Regions from separate parts of the Sus scrofa genome. Here regions 2, 3 and 4 are each linked to region 1. The links are chromatin contacts, called in public HiChIP or PLAC-seq maps. All regions are on one chromosome and are shown on one strand. Each heading gives the region's core, a stretch centred on a gene start, on an enhancer-like site or on the middle of the called end of the contact. The rest is flanking DNA. Distances are from core to core; before and after follow the strand shown. Region 1 has its middle 170 kb from the start of MIR221. Region 2 overlaps LOC102166369 (a long non-coding RNA gene). Region 3 has its middle 12 kb from the start of MIR222. Region 4 has its middle 26 kb from the start of MIR221.

Region 1 (3,578 bases), core at 650-3,149:
TGGAGGGTCAGGCTTTCTTCAGAGTGTCTGCAGCTACCTACTCAGTTACCTGACCAATTTCTCTCTCTCTCTCTCTTTTTCTCTCTCTCTTTCTCTCCCCCTCTCTTCCTCTCTCTCCCTCTTTCTCTCTCCATCCTTCTCTCTCCGCCTCCCCCTCTCTGCCCCCTTCCCCATGTCTTCAACTCCTCTGCATATGAAGAATGTTTGGCCTATCTACTGCTGTGTAACAAACAAACTTAAAAATTTTTGAGTTCCCATTGTGGCTCAGTGGTAAGGAACCCGCGTGGTATCCATGAGGACACAGTTTTGATCCTGGCCTCGCTTAGTGGGTTAAGGATCCAGCGTTGCCTTGAGCTGTGGTGTAGGGCACAGATGCAGCTCCTATTTGACCCCTAGCCTGGGAACTTCCATATGCTATGGGTGCAGCCCTAAAAAGACAAAACATATGTATATAATTATCTCTCATGGTCCCACAGGTTGACCAAGCTCAGGGAGGTGATGTTGGGTTCTCTCAGGGGGTGGTAGTCAGACAGATGGAGCCATCTGAAGGCTCTCCTCAGCTGAATGTCCACGATGGCTTCTTTGGTCACGCATCTGGCCAGTCAGCAGGGATGCCTGAAGCAGCCTGGGGCTGACCAGGCATTTCTCTCTCCATCCAGCCTCTTCAGGTGACAGCTAGAGCTTCCTGAAAGCATAGCAGACTCAAGTAGTCACACTTCTTACATGGCAGCTGTCTTCTCCCAGAGTGAATGTTCCAAGAGACTCAAGGAGAAGCTGCAAGGCTTCTTTTGACTTCAGAAGGGACCACACAACGATGTGAATGCCGGGAGGTGCAGTTCATTTGCGGGAGGGCGGGGAGGTATCTTTGGAAACTCACGACTGCAGGAAGGAAAGTGGGACCTGCAGCTAAAGTCAATGTAGGTGTTAGTCCACTGGCTGGCAGGACTCTATTTTCAGCAAATGTGATTGCTTAAAATACAGCCTCTTTTTTTTTTTTTTTTGGTTAAGCAGAGCAGATCCGAGCCCCTCTTAATGACACAAGACAAAAAGAAAAACGTTGAACTTAGAAGACTCGTATCTCTCTAGACACTATTTAATCACCCATTTATTGGAGCCTGCGGTAATAGCTCAGGCTTTGTTCTGTCGGGGGGCTGGAGGCAGACTTGCCACCACTCTAGGGCGGACAAGCCAAAAAACAGGTGAGTCCCTCTTGCATGAGTCACTGCAGTAGGAGCAGATGACTACCCAGCTCTGGGCTGGCAGGACTACCTGCTCCCTTTCACACACAACGTGCTCCCCCGCAGCCTGCAGCATACCTTGTACGCTTTCAGAAATGCATCAAACACGTGCAGGGAGACATCCGAAGGCTTTTCTTTCCAATGAGAGAGACATTTTGTGAAGTCTTTGGCAGCAGGCTGGCTGGCAAAGTCAGCTGGCTGGCACACTTCTCCCGCATCGAGTTATGGCACTGCCACCTCGACTCTGGAGAGTTTCGAAATTTCAATTTGCACACCCTGTAAGATGTGAGTCATGCGGATCGCAAAGGAGGAGGAGGAGGAGGAGGCGGCCATCTGCTAGTCATGAGCAGATGACAAATACCCTGTGCTGCGAATTTCCATCCTCATTTCACAATATTTAAGTAAACACATTTTGTAACCATTTTTTTTTCAGAGTTCCTTAGTGCTTTAAATGGACTTTTTTTTTATTTTTTTATTTTTATTTTTTTGGTATACAGAAGCCACCTTTTCTCCTCTAAACAATTATATTACCAAAATGACACTGAAGGAAACCACGGCAAAGTGCTGTCTGTTGAATGACCGGAACAAAAAGAATCCACGTCTGAATCGAATGGTTAAGCCTCGTGTCAATTCAGACCCACTGGGCTATAGGTTTACAGGGCTGCGCGCTCCGTCATGCACAGCTCCATGGCGACCTCTGCTGTCTGCAGGCAGGAATCCCAGCAAAGACAAAGGGTTTCCAGATAACATCTATTTATTTCACATTTCAGTATACTGTATTATGGGAAGGAAAGAAATGGAAGAAGGAAAAGATAGATGCTCTCCCCTTAAATGATAAGAGACGGATTACATCCATAAAAGAACTGGGAACCAAAGCAAGATCTAATTTTGGGTTGGCTTCAAGCTGTGCAACATGGTTCAGAGGGAAGCTTATTCATTTCTTCCCCACCTTTATCTGAAGAAGCCTACAAGAACAGGAAAAACATAGTAAAATAGAAATTTCAGATTACAGAGACAAGGGAATGCAAATATGCTCAAAACAAAGGTCAGGGTCTGAAGGAGTTTCCTATTTGGCTCTGAGCATCCTAAAAGCCAGAAGGGGAAAAAAAAAAAAAAAAAAAGCAGGATGGATTGCCTAGACCTTACTATGATGATGAAGAAAGACTGACATTTCTCAAGTGGAATCATTTTTCTTGGTGTTAATTCTGAAGGAAATTCCCAGGGGGGTTCAGTGACCTACCCCAGGTGGTATAAGGGTTGAGGATGCTCCTTAGAATTTGTCTGGCTGCTGCAGGACCAGACTTGGTAGGGCTGTTTCTTTTCACTTTTGTGAGAAAGAAAGGGTGTGCCATCGAGAAAATGAAATACAGCCTGCTGACAAGCAGAGAAAGTGAGAAACGGTCCTGCTGGCAGCCAGGTCTCAATTAGTATAACAGTGCTGCGACAAGGTCACTCCAAGATCATATTGGGAACACGATAAAAATAAAGCCACTCAGTAATCACACACGCGCGCACACACACACACACACACGAATGATGAAACATCCTCCTCCTCTGATTAAAACAAGTGACTGCCATTCCTTTACCAGTGACAATCCCAGCCTTGTTTGTCCTATGTGAAATCTGTGGAGATGCCAAAACATTGAATGGCCCCTGCTCTTGAGAATGAGCGCTGCTTCCCCAATTTCTCTTGGAGTAAACTCAAGTCCAGCCAGAGGGTCCCTGACTGCTCCCCCTTTCCAAGGCATTCTGGGCGTCCCTGGTACACGTTCTCATTTGCTGCAAGGAGCTCAATGATGGCTAGTGTGTTCCTGGAGGTCGTTGGTCAGTGGGCTTTCAAAGCAGTGACGGACTACACGGGGAAGGTGGTTCTAAGAGGATCTAAACTAATATAACCAAGTCCGTATTTCTGTTCTCTGTCGTGTACGAGGACAGAGGACAAAATCCCTACTGGAGAAGAATGGCTTTTCCCATAGACCACTTCCTCTAAACGTTCCTCGGCTAGTCCTGGCTGTCAGTATCGGATCACTTGCAGAGAGTGGACGATCCTGTGCTCCCTGGAGGTCCGGGTGAATGAGCTGGTATTCTGTTCCTGGTTGAGAGCAGATCCCATCTTTTATTTAACCCCTGATGACTCCCTGGTCAATCAAATATCTTCCCACTGTAGCAGATCCTGCCACTGTTCTTACGCCTTCTGTCTTTCCTTTGAACTCCTCACCCAGCTAGAACTTGACTTCTAGCAGCCCATTAGCAAACCCGAAACCAAGTCACCCCACAGACGCAGAGACCCAGAAGTGCCTGGGAGGCCTTTGCCCTAAGGCCCTTGGCCAATGACTGGTT
Region 2 (3,578 bases), core at 410-2,909, 230 kb before region 1:
GAAAATGGGGAGATGCAGATGTTGATTTCTGTGTATTACTGGCGGAATCCTTACCTGTGCCGTTTGTTTTACTTGCTTGTGTATCATGGCTGCGCCAAGCTGCTCAAAGGATGGCCAGGAAACCCCACACTCAGGTGGGACCAGCCTTTGCTCTGGGGTCTGTGTGATGTCCTGCCCTGAAAAGGGGGAAATGGAGGCGATTTGGTTCTGGCGAATATTTCGCGTCTGTGTCCAAAGGCGGGGGGCCGTGGATTAGAGCGCGAGAGCCATGAGGATAGATTCTCTAGAAGGAGCATGCTGTTGACTTGGGAAGAAAAGATGTGGGTGCATGATAGGTCAGGAAGGATCAGGATAGTGAGTGTGTAGCACAAGTTCAAGGAGCTCCTGTGGTTGGAGAAGGTCTCTGGGGGGAGCCTCTGCTTTGAGGTGGTTGAGTGTGGACAGAGAGAGGAGGCAGCGCGAACTTTCAAGGGCTCTGCATTGCTCAAGGCAGAGATGCTTTTTCACTCGGTGCAGCTTGAATTGATGGCAGATTTGGGAGGTCTTAGCAGATAAGGCTGAAAAGATAAGTTGAAATGATTGTATCAGGCCTTAATTGACAGATACATTTTATTTTATTTTATTGGGTTTTTTTTTTTTTTTTTTTTGGCTTTTGAGGGCCACACTCGCAGCATATGTAAGTTCCCAGGCTAGGGAATCGAATCGGAGCTACAAGTGCCGGCCTACACCACAGCCACAGCAATGCAGGATCTGAGCCACGTCTGCGACCGACACCACAGCTCACGGCAATGCTGGATCCTTAACCCACTGGGCGAGGCCGAGGATCAAACCCACAACCTCATGGTTCCTAGTCGGATTTGTTGCCACTGTGCCACAATAGGAATTCCCATCAGGTTCCTGATTTATTCTCCATTCCCCACCTGTGGTTACCAGAAATCGTTCTAGACCCGGATCTTTTTGTCAAAAGAAAGAATGGTGTCCATTTGCTAGTTTACTGTGTGAATTCATAAAGAATTTGTGTGAGCTATTTTGAAATCAATTTTTTTTTTTTTTTTGTCTGTTGTTGTTGTTGTTGTTGCTATTTCTTGGGCCGCTCCCGCGGCATATGGAGATTCCCAGGCTAGGGGCTGAATCGGAGCTGTAGCCACCCACCGGCCTACACCAGAGCCACAGCAACGCGGGATCCGAGCCGCGTCTGCAACCTACACCACAGCTCACGGCAACGCCGGATCGTTAACCCACTGAGCAAGGGCAGGGACCGAACCCGCAACCTCATGGTTCCTAGTCGGATTCGTTAACCACTGCGCCACGACGGGAACTCCTGAAATCAATTTTTAAGAACTGATTCTTGTATTTTGATTACTGCATAACTCTATCTCCCGTATTATTCTTCTTCAACAATAATATGCAAAATACATTTTTCATCCTAAGGGTTAAAAGTCAGTGTCACCTTTTTGAGAGAAGAAATCTGACTCTGCACACCTTTTATTAATGGGGCTATGGTCACTGTTCAAAGCACATATGAGCACAAAACAAAATGCCCAGCAGCATTTCTCGTGTCTGGTTACTCATCTTTTAAATGTTGCAAAATACCAAAGGGATAGGAAAACCAGAAAGGGCCGGCGGGCGGGGGGGGAGTTGGTGGTTTAAAAAATATAGTGACTAACTGACTGACTAATACCAGTGAACTCATCATGAGTAACAACAGTGAATTTAGAAGGGATATAAGTAGAAGGAGAACTATTTAAAGATTGCTCTAATACAAAAGGCAGCCAAACTGCTCACACGTAAGGATTCCCTCTGGGAAATCTGGAAGTAGTTCGGGTCACCCCTACAGTTCTGTTTCTCCTTTCTATGGAAGGGTCCTGTTACGGAAGTCAGATGGATTTCTTTCAAATACGGTTCCTTTTCCACTGGTTTCCTGGGGGGCAGATGCGCTTGCTCGTGGTTTTGCATTGAAGCAATGCCACAGGTGTCCAGGGTTCATTAAGCAAGAACAACCATGGATTTCAGAATATTTGGTGGTGGTGTCTGTAAACTAGAAACGCAAAAGCTTGAATTTCTTTCTTTCTTTTTTTTATTGGCCATACCTGAGGCATATGAAGTTCCTGGGCCAGGGATCAAATCCGAGCTGCAGATGCAACCTGCATGGCAACCGTGGCCAAGCCGGATCCTTTAAGCCACTGTGCCGGCCCGGGGAATCGAGCCTGCGCCTCTGCAGCGACCTCAGCTGCTGCTGTTGGATTCTTCACCCATGGCGCCACAGCGGGAACTCCTAAATTTATTTTCTCAGGTTTTTTTTCCCCTCCCTGATCCTGGTATAAAAGTGTAAGAACTGACAAACCATCCTTTTCATAAACATAGATGCAGTCTTTTTTCAAGAGGAAAGATGATAGGCTCTAGACAGAGCAAAACCACAACTGACCAAAACGTGCAGAGACAGGGTAGTCTGTGGTGGACTTGCCAGTGATTTGAGTGTTAATCAGAAAATGTTTTGTTTCCATTCTTATTGAAAATATTTTTAAATGTTAACTTCTTTTCCTTGAAGCTCCTTTTCCCAATAGTACTTGACCCCCAGGCCAGGTAAGGGGATTTGCTATCTTTTTCTATCATAGCATCTGTCTTGGGAACCAAAAATAATAATGATACTATAATGATTATTAAGTGGTCTCTTGTCCCATTAGAATTAAACTCCCTAAGAACAAGGGCACCATGTGGGTTAATATTGTAATACCAGCTCCCATCTAACCCATTGTCTGGCATGTAGACACTTACTATTTGATCAAAGAAATAAGATAATGAATCAGGAGTTCCCGTCATGGCGCAGTGGTTAACAAACCTGACTAGGAACCATGAGGTTACAGGTTCGATCCCTGGCCTTGCTCAGTGGGTTAAGAATCCAGTGTTGCCATGAGATGTGGTGTAGGTCACAGATGCGGCTCGGATCCTGCATTGCTATGGCTGTGGTGTAGGCCGGAGGCTACAGCTCCGATTGGACCCCTGGCCTGGGAACCTCCGTATGCCGAGGGATTGGCCCTAGAAAAGGCAAACACACACACACACAAAGATCATGAATCATACATTAAAGGTGGGTTTATCTAGCTGTGTCTTGAGGGTTATGTATGATGTCATTTATGATTTTTTTTTCTTGAAAAAGACATCAAACTCAGCTATACCTAGGGCATGACTGGATATTCAAATTTTAGCTAAAATCTTTAAATGAGCTTATTTTCCCATTTTTTTTTCCTCTTAAGCTTTGTTTCCTCTCACTTGAGTGACTCTTAAATTTTATATTTTACATATAAAATTTATATGAAATGGAAATCTATTCTACATATATATGGAAGATCATCTTGAGTTTTAGTCATTTGGGTAAGGCTTTGGATAAATAAGTAATTTTCCCCTTCTAGTATGATAAACAAGTAAGAAAAGTATCTCAAAATGCATGAATTTGAATGGCGTGAATAGGAAAGAGAAAGCCTCAGGTTTCCTTGGTGAAGATATTATCTAATTAATTAAATGGACTATTTATTTAAATAAATGTAAGTCCATTGGCAAGTTGATGAGCAGTTTTGCTT
Region 3 (3,578 bases), core at 536-3,035, 180 kb before region 1:
GTCAGTTATTATGATCTGGAAACCTTGGTCAAGAAAGAGAAAGTTGCTATCAACTCCTTATCAGTGAAAGAGCAAAAAGGGGGTGATTTTTTTTTTTTTTTTTTTTTTTTTTTGCTGTCACATCTCTTCCTTAGAGGGATGGGGGTCCTTAGTTTTCCAGCAGTGGGATGCTGTGATTCCATTTATCCTTGCCCCAAGCGCACTTTCCATGGGGCATGTCTTTGCTGATTTTCCACTCGGTGAGAAACAGTCGAGACTTTCAAACTGCGTGGTTTTGAAGGCATGCTGGGTTAAGAATGTTTTCCTGTAACCCCTCGTGTTAGGTCCAATCCATGGATAGGTTCCCTCCTCTGATTCAGCACCAACAATTTTACCATTTGATACAGGTTAAAACGTCGTGTTATACAGTGCTCCTTTTACAACGGGAGGCAGAAAAGGAGCTTAGGAAAAGAAAAGCAGTTGACCAATTGGGAAGAACGGGATGCACCTCCTTTCTTGAAATTTGTGTTCAAAACCCCTTTGCAGTTTCTTGAAGGTAGAGTTGATTGCTGTCAATGCATTGCAGCCCCTTGTCATCATGCTCTGATGGGAAAAGTCCTGCTTTTTGTGTAAGGTAGCTACAGTTTCTGTTAACTGGGAATTTCCATGTGAAGAGACACGGCATCAGTGAGATGCGACATCAGTGAGACGCAGATCGTTTTGTCAACCTCGGCCCACGTAGCCAGTCCTGATCACTTACAGGGACTTGAGAACTATTGGTAGGTGTTGTCCAGGTTTCCATTGCTTTCCACCACCGGAGACTCCACATCTAATTTGTAGCCCCTAGCCGGACCTAGCCTGACTCGTTAGTTATGCATGGGGGTTAACATTCATCTTCTTTTAGCCCGGGACCCACCTGCAGAAAAGAGTTATGGGTTTTTGTCATTTATAGTTGAGTTCAACTGGACCGGATTTCCTTACCGCCTCTGGCTGAAACTGACTTGAGAGAATGACAGTTTTGCTTGGAGGGGAGGAGGAGACATCCGTAAATCTGGGAATGTAAAAGTGATTTGCAGAGGACAGCCCCAGTCTGCTCCTTTCCATCCTGTCTCCAGCCCCCCAAGGTAGGAACCCTGTCCCTAGAGAGAGGGAGAGAGTGTGTGTACACCGAGAGGAAGCTGACCCCCTTGGATACACAACCTTGTCGGGTGCCCCGCGAGAAAGATGTAGGCCTGGAAAATGAAGGATGTGGGGGAGCCGCCCTTGCCTGACTTCTTCCTGGCATCCCACATAGGGTGTCCGTTCTTGCGTATCTCCTGGGAGACAGGGCTGGGCTCCTGACTTGCCTGAGCAAGGAATTCAGGAATGGACATTCAAGCCACCCTCTGCCCCCAGCTCCTCCCACATACATCTCTCTTGACCACCCCGACTTTCTAGGTGCAATACAGAGAGCTAGCCAGTAAGGTCCATCTTCCACCAGCCTCTGACTTTCCACCTTTCAAGGAGACACATATATTGCCCATGAAGTCATGTGTCTGTTTGGCCCTTCCTCTGAGGCTGGTCTTGTCTGATGGTCTCCCCGGGGGCTTGACCCGGTTTTTTTTGCCCCCGCCCCCGATGACCTGGGATTTTCCCCTTTCTTCCCCCACGACCATGGACAATTTGGTGCCTGTGTTCTGAGCCCTTGATATTTCTGCTTTTGACTGGAGTCTATTCTGGTAGACTGGGCACTGCAAAATGAGTCAGTTCCTGCAGTTTGGTTACAAGTTCTCAAAAAGTATTTCAGAATGTGGATGTGGTCAGCAGAGTCATTTTCCAGGCATCTAAAAGGAAACCCACATCAACTGTAACAATCGAGCTGCGAACCGATGGCCCTGTACCTGCCCTCACATCTGAAAGGAAAATTCTCCTTTGCGCTTGCAAATCACATGTGAGCTGTCTCTGTTGGCACAAACAGCGTGATAGAGGTTCTGGCCTTTGTCCCTATTTTTTGAACGTGTGCGCTAGTTGGACACACATAAAACTGACTTTTGTGGGCTGGAATCTTACAGGATTCAAACACAATTAGTACAAAGTGTGAAATGTGGGTTAGAGACAGAAACCTGGAGAGTTTCAGCTAATGCCTGGAGGAAGAACTAAGGTGTTTTAGATTCTAGCAGAGTTCATGGAACTATAATTGTTTACTAGCAAAGTTCTGAACCTATGTAGAATTAGCAGCGATACTGATAAAGAAAATTCAGTTCTTTTCAAGCTTTCAGAGAATTTCAAGTTTGACGTAACATCGAGAGAATAGTTCCATTCAGCCTAGGCTTCAGGAAATAACCATCGTGAAGTTTTTATCCTCTGGGGTAGCTGTGAATGAAGCAAAATGTTGACTGAGTGCTTAGTTGCCAGTCTTGCACCACCCAATACAGTGGATGGAGTTTTCAATAATAAGAAAGAAAACAACATGGGAAAAAATGGGCAAATGGTTTGAACAAACACTTCACTAAAGCAGGTACCCAAATGACAAATATGCCCTGGAAAAGATGTTCCGTGTCATTAGCCAGTAGGAAAATGCAAATCCAAAGGACAGTGAGCTACCACTACGCACCTATTTGAATGGCTGCAATGAACAAGCCTGACCATACCGAGTCTTGGGTAAGTTTTCAGAGGATCTAGAACCCTCATGATACAGGTAGATAGAAATGTCAACTGGTACCAACATCTTGGAAGATAGTTTGGCAGTTTCTGAAAGTGTTAAACTCACACCTGCCCTTTGATCCAGATCCACGCCTAGAAAAAGAAAGCACATGTGCGTATGAAGCCTTGTACATCAATGTTTACAGCAGCTTTAGAAGTAATAGCTAAAAATTGGAAGCAACCCCAATGTCCACCTCAGGTGAATGGATCAACAGATTGTGGTGTATCCATAGGATGGATTATACTCAATAATGACAAGGAGTGAGTTATTGATATAGCCAACAACACAGATGGCCCCGCGTGAAGTGAAAAAAAAAGCCAGGACCCCCCCCCCCCAAAGTGCATACTGTATGGTTCCATTTATAGAAAATTCTAGAAAATGCAAATAAATCTCTTATGACAGAAAGCAGATCAGTGGTTGCTTGGAGTGGGGAGGTAAGGGGGCGCAAATGGGAGTGATTACAAAAGGACGTGAGGAAACTTTGGGGCTGGTGGATAATTTCACTATCTTGGCGGTGGTGATGGTTTCAGGGGTGTGTATGTATGCCAGAATTTATCAAGTGGCAGCTTTAAATATGTGCAGTTTATTGTGTGTTAGTTCTTCCTCAATTAAAAAAAAAAAAAGAGCGACCATTTTATAGATGGAGAGGTTTAAAAATGGCCTCATTTGGCCAACTGAAAACTTAGCCTCTCTTAAGGGGGAAAAAACCCAATGAAGTTTTAATGGTTTGGGGATAGGAATGTAACCTTCTAGTACAGACGAGAAACCAAAGTTAAAATGTACACATGATAAATGCGACAGCTTTAGTTCCTCCCATTTACAGTGGTTCAGAGAGTATGTTGTAAAAAAAACAAACAAAATAAGAAAGTCTGTAGTCCATCACTGCCTGCCTGGTTTACTAGCATTGGCACTGAAA
Region 4 (3,578 bases), core at 271-2,770, 140 kb before region 1:
ACTGAGGCAGGAGTTCCCATCATGGCTCAGCAGTTAGCGGACCCAACTAGCATCCATGAGGATGCAGGTTTGATCCCCGGCCTCTCTCAGTGGGTTAAGGATCCTGCGTTGCGGTGAGCCGTGGTGTAGATCGCAGATGAGGCTCGGATTCTGCGTTGCTGTGGCTGTGGTGTAGACTGGCAGCTGTAGCTCGCATTGGACCTGTAGCCTGGGAACCTCCATATGCAGCAGGTGTGGCCCTAAAGAGGCAAAAAAAACCAAAAACCAAAAACCAAAAAACAAAATAAATGAATAAACAAACTTGAGGTGGGGCTGAAGAACAGATCAAGGAAAGCCTCTCCTTAGAAGGATATATTTGAAAGGGGTATAGAAGAATGAGTAGCCTTTGCCAGGCCAAGATGGGAGGGAGGAGGCATTTGAGAGACAGGGAATGAACCAGGCCAAGGTAAGTGTGGCAAAAAAGTGAGTCCGTCTTCTAGAGTGGTGAAAAACTGCTGGAGCCTAGGGGCTGGAGAGGTGTGTGACTTGGTAGGAGATTTGGCTGCAGGAGTGGCTGGGGCCAGGCTGAGAAGAACTGTGAGTGCCAAGCCAAGGAGTCTGGATTTGGATCTTCCAATAACCTGAAGTTTCAGAGCAAGGAAGGGGCATGGTCGTTTGTGGGTCCTGGACTCTCTAGGAGAGGACGGTAGGAAGAGGGTTCTGCAGGAGGCTGCTGAAGCCATCCAAGAAAGGCTCTGTGGACTGATGGGAAAGACATTTCTGCAAGAGAATCTGCAGTGTGCCGTGACTAATTGCACACCAAGGATGAATGAGCCGGAGACCTGAGGATAAGTGCCTCTGGGTTTTCCAATTTGAGAGAATTGGCAAATGTCGTATCATTAACTAAGATGGAGACAGAAGACAGAATAGGTTTAAATTATCTCTTAGTCCCACTGAGTTTGGAATTTGGAATTTGTATGAGCCGTTTAGGTGGAGAGTTTTGGTGGCCAATTAGACCCCAAGAGAGAAGTCCGAGAGTCAATAGTTGCGGTTTAGAAGGATCAAGACTGGTTTGATCATAGCACATCAAAAAATGAGAAGGAAATTAATATGGTATTCTTATTTCCTGAAAAACTTTAATGAAGCATGTTGTACTTTAAATATCTTTCAAACAAAGATATTCATGCATGCCAATTTCTAAGTATCCCAGTGTAAGAGATAAAATTCTGCCATAATAGTCTCCCAGTGAGCAAAGGGATTTCAGGTATTCTAATCAGCCCTGGTGAATTCTAGAAGTGTCTGTGGCATAGCAGTATTCTTTAGTGAAAATGAAAATGTCAGACAAGAGATATACATGGTAATAGACTTTCTAAGCAGTGACCATTGGAAGAGAAAAGCAAGAAAGCAGACATAAGAAATCCTTAGGAGTCAGTGCTGAGCCCTTTTTCAGAGTTGCTATTTTAAGGTCAGTTCTGATTTAAATATTCCTGGTACTGAATAAACAGAGGAACTTGGGTCAGCCTGAGTCAGCCTCACACCCTCAACTGACTTCATCAACCAAGACATTCTGACTTGGCCATTTTATGAGCCTGTGAAAGTGAGATCTATTTGAGGAAGACGTGATTTGGTTTGACCTTCAAGCAATGGAAAAGCAAACACTTGCCCCTTCAGGAGGACTTCCTCAGAGGAAGCTCTGCCTCAGACAGTAGAAACCCGCTGGCATTTCTCAGGCTCCTGAGATGTCAGTAATGTTGCTGACAACGTGTGTCTTCATGAGAACTCTTTGTTGGAGCAGTAATGGTGGACACCTTTGTTGGTGCCAGGTAGTCTGAAGTTCTTACCAAGTTCTTTCCTTCCCTAACTCTCCTGGTCCAAGGTGAGCAATGTCGAGAATCATGAGAAGGAAACTCTCTTCTCCAAGGCGACAAGATCTGAGCAGAGAGAATGAAGAACTCACATTTCTTGGATCCTAATCCAATACCCCCGAACATGACAGGGTCCCATGCCTTTATCCCAAGGTCAGACATCCGAAGTCAAAACATTAAACGTCAAACATCAAATAGTCAAACATCAAAAGTCAAGCATGATACTCAGTTTTCAGACTGAGACAAGATGTGTGTGTGTGTGTGTGTGTGTGTGTGTGTGTGTGTGTGTGTGTGTGTGTGTCTTTCAGGGACGTAGCAACATCAAGAACCTTCCTGTTTTTCAAGTGCCACCTAGAATGAATGATTCTTCAATGCACCATAGATGACAAAGTGGCCAGGATTTGCAATCCCACACCTTAAAATTTTTCTTTTTCATATGATTGTCAGTGGACATTTAAAAATGCAGTAATAAACTCTCTTCAGGAACCTCTATACTTGCAAACATATTCCTGAGAGGAGATAATGGTGCCACTTATTCCAGAATGATTGGAAGGTATTTGAAAAGGTAGACGTTGAGCTTCAGAGAACTTAGAAATTCTTGGTAAGTGGGGCCTGTCCTTAGAACCCAGGGCTTTCCAACTGCTGGGAAGAAAAGTGCTAAAACACGATGAAAGATAGTATGAGAAAAAGAATGTGTGTATATATATGACTGGGTCACTGTGCTGTGTAGCAGAAATTGATACAACGCTGTAAATCAACTCTACTCTAATAAAGAAAAAAAAAGACAGTGAATAGCAGCTATAGGCCACACCTATAAATGTCCAGTGCAAGTCTTCCACAATGAACCTGATGGACATGCCCAGATTGCTCAGTGGAGCAAAAGCCTTGAGCCCTTTGTATCCAAAATAAACTCTGGGTAATGGTGAGTCATCTTAAGGATGTGATAGCAAAGGTTAGAGACAAGGAGTTCACACTCAAAAGACCACCACCCTTATCCCAAACTGCTACTGATCTCTGACCTTCTACCACCAGTCACGTCCCAGCCTCCTCCTTCTTGGAATTCACGGAAGAAAAATAGGTGCGACCACCAGGTTGTGAATTCATTAACCAAGCTTGTTCCCTAGTTATTATCTGAGCCATTGGTTGGTAAAGGAGAAGGTAAGGAGCCCCAAATAAAACTCCGTCTCCTTTGCAGTTCTTCTTTATTTCTTTTCTTTGCTTTTTTGTCTTTTTAGGGCCACACCCACGGCATATGGAGGTTCCCGGGCTAGGGGTCCAATCGGAGCTATAGCCTCTGGCCTACACCACGGCCACAGCAATGCCAGATCTGAGCCGTGTCTGTGACCTACACCACAGCTCACGGCAACGTGGATCCTTAACCCACTGGAGAGGCCAGGGATCGAACCTGCATCCTCATGGATGCTAGTCAGATTCGTTTGCACTGAGCCATGACGGGAATGCCTGCAGTTTTTCTTACTTATTACATAGCCATATTTAGGGATTCTTGATTATCTATCCCAGAAGTGAGGATACCTTATAATATGCTACTTTTCTGGTCATCTTATTAGGTCTTTGCTATGTTCCAGGTTTCGTGCTAGGCATTTTATGAAGACGATTCTTACAAAAGATCCTGAGAAGTGGGTAGTATACCTATTTTACAGATGAGAAAAGTAAGAGTCCCTGGGGTTAAGTGACTTAAACAAGGGCACCAAGACTCAAACCTGGGTCTAACTC

What was found. HiChIP or PLAC-seq counts read pairs in DNA pulled down with a chosen protein or histone mark.
Region 2: an H3K27ac HiChIP or PLAC-seq map of alveolar macrophages shows a contact between it and region 1. The contact joins two enhancer-like sites. A contact is called at or near these places in 1 of 47 Hi-C or Micro-C datasets (embryonic fibroblasts) and 1 of 2 datasets of contacts at active chromatin or transcription factors (alveolar macrophages).
Region 3: a contact with region 1 is called in an H3K27ac HiChIP or PLAC-seq map of alveolar macrophages. The contact joins two enhancer-like sites. A contact is called at or near these places in 8 of 47 Hi-C or Micro-C datasets (embryonic fibroblasts, epiblast stem cells, fibroblasts and 4 more) and 1 of 2 datasets of contacts at active chromatin or transcription factors (alveolar macrophages).
Region 4: an H3K27ac HiChIP or PLAC-seq map of alveolar macrophages shows a contact between it and region 1. The contact joins two enhancer-like sites. A contact is called at or near these places in 2 of 47 Hi-C or Micro-C datasets (alveolar macrophages and embryonic fibroblasts) and 1 of 2 datasets of contacts at active chromatin or transcription factors (alveolar macrophages).

What each region holds. Positions count from the first base shown.
Region 1 is chrX:40,404,257-40,407,834 of Sscrofa11.1, reverse strand. No RefSeq gene overlaps it. Among named protein-coding and RNA genes, the nearest start is that of MIR221, 170 kb to the left of the region's middle. Within about 2 kb of position 1,899, at least 15 of the 83 cell types and tissues checked have an H3K27ac peak or open chromatin away from gene starts, as enhancers often do. A contact at or near this core is called in alveolar macrophages, where this site is marked.
Region 2 is chrX:40,637,237-40,640,814 of Sscrofa11.1, reverse strand. All of the region lies in intron 3 of LOC102166369 (a long non-coding RNA gene), which reads left to right. Among named protein-coding and RNA genes, the nearest start is that of MIR9859, 20 kb to the left of the region's middle. Within about 2 kb of position 1,659, at least 8 of the 83 cell types and tissues checked have an H3K27ac peak or open chromatin away from gene starts, as enhancers often do. A contact at or near this core is called in alveolar macrophages, where this site is marked.
Region 3 is chrX:40,582,223-40,585,800 of Sscrofa11.1, reverse strand. No RefSeq gene overlaps it. Among named protein-coding and RNA genes, the nearest start is that of MIR222, 12 kb to the right of the region's middle. Within about 2 kb of position 1,785, at least 11 of the 83 cell types and tissues checked have an H3K27ac peak or open chromatin away from gene starts, as enhancers often do. A contact at or near this core is called in alveolar macrophages, where this site is marked.
Region 4 is chrX:40,543,118-40,546,695 of Sscrofa11.1, reverse strand. No RefSeq gene overlaps it. Among named protein-coding and RNA genes, the nearest start is that of MIR221, 26 kb to the left of the region's middle. Within about 2 kb of position 1,520, at least 3 of the 83 cell types and tissues checked have an H3K27ac peak or open chromatin away from gene starts, as enhancers often do. A contact at or near this core is called in alveolar macrophages, where this site is marked.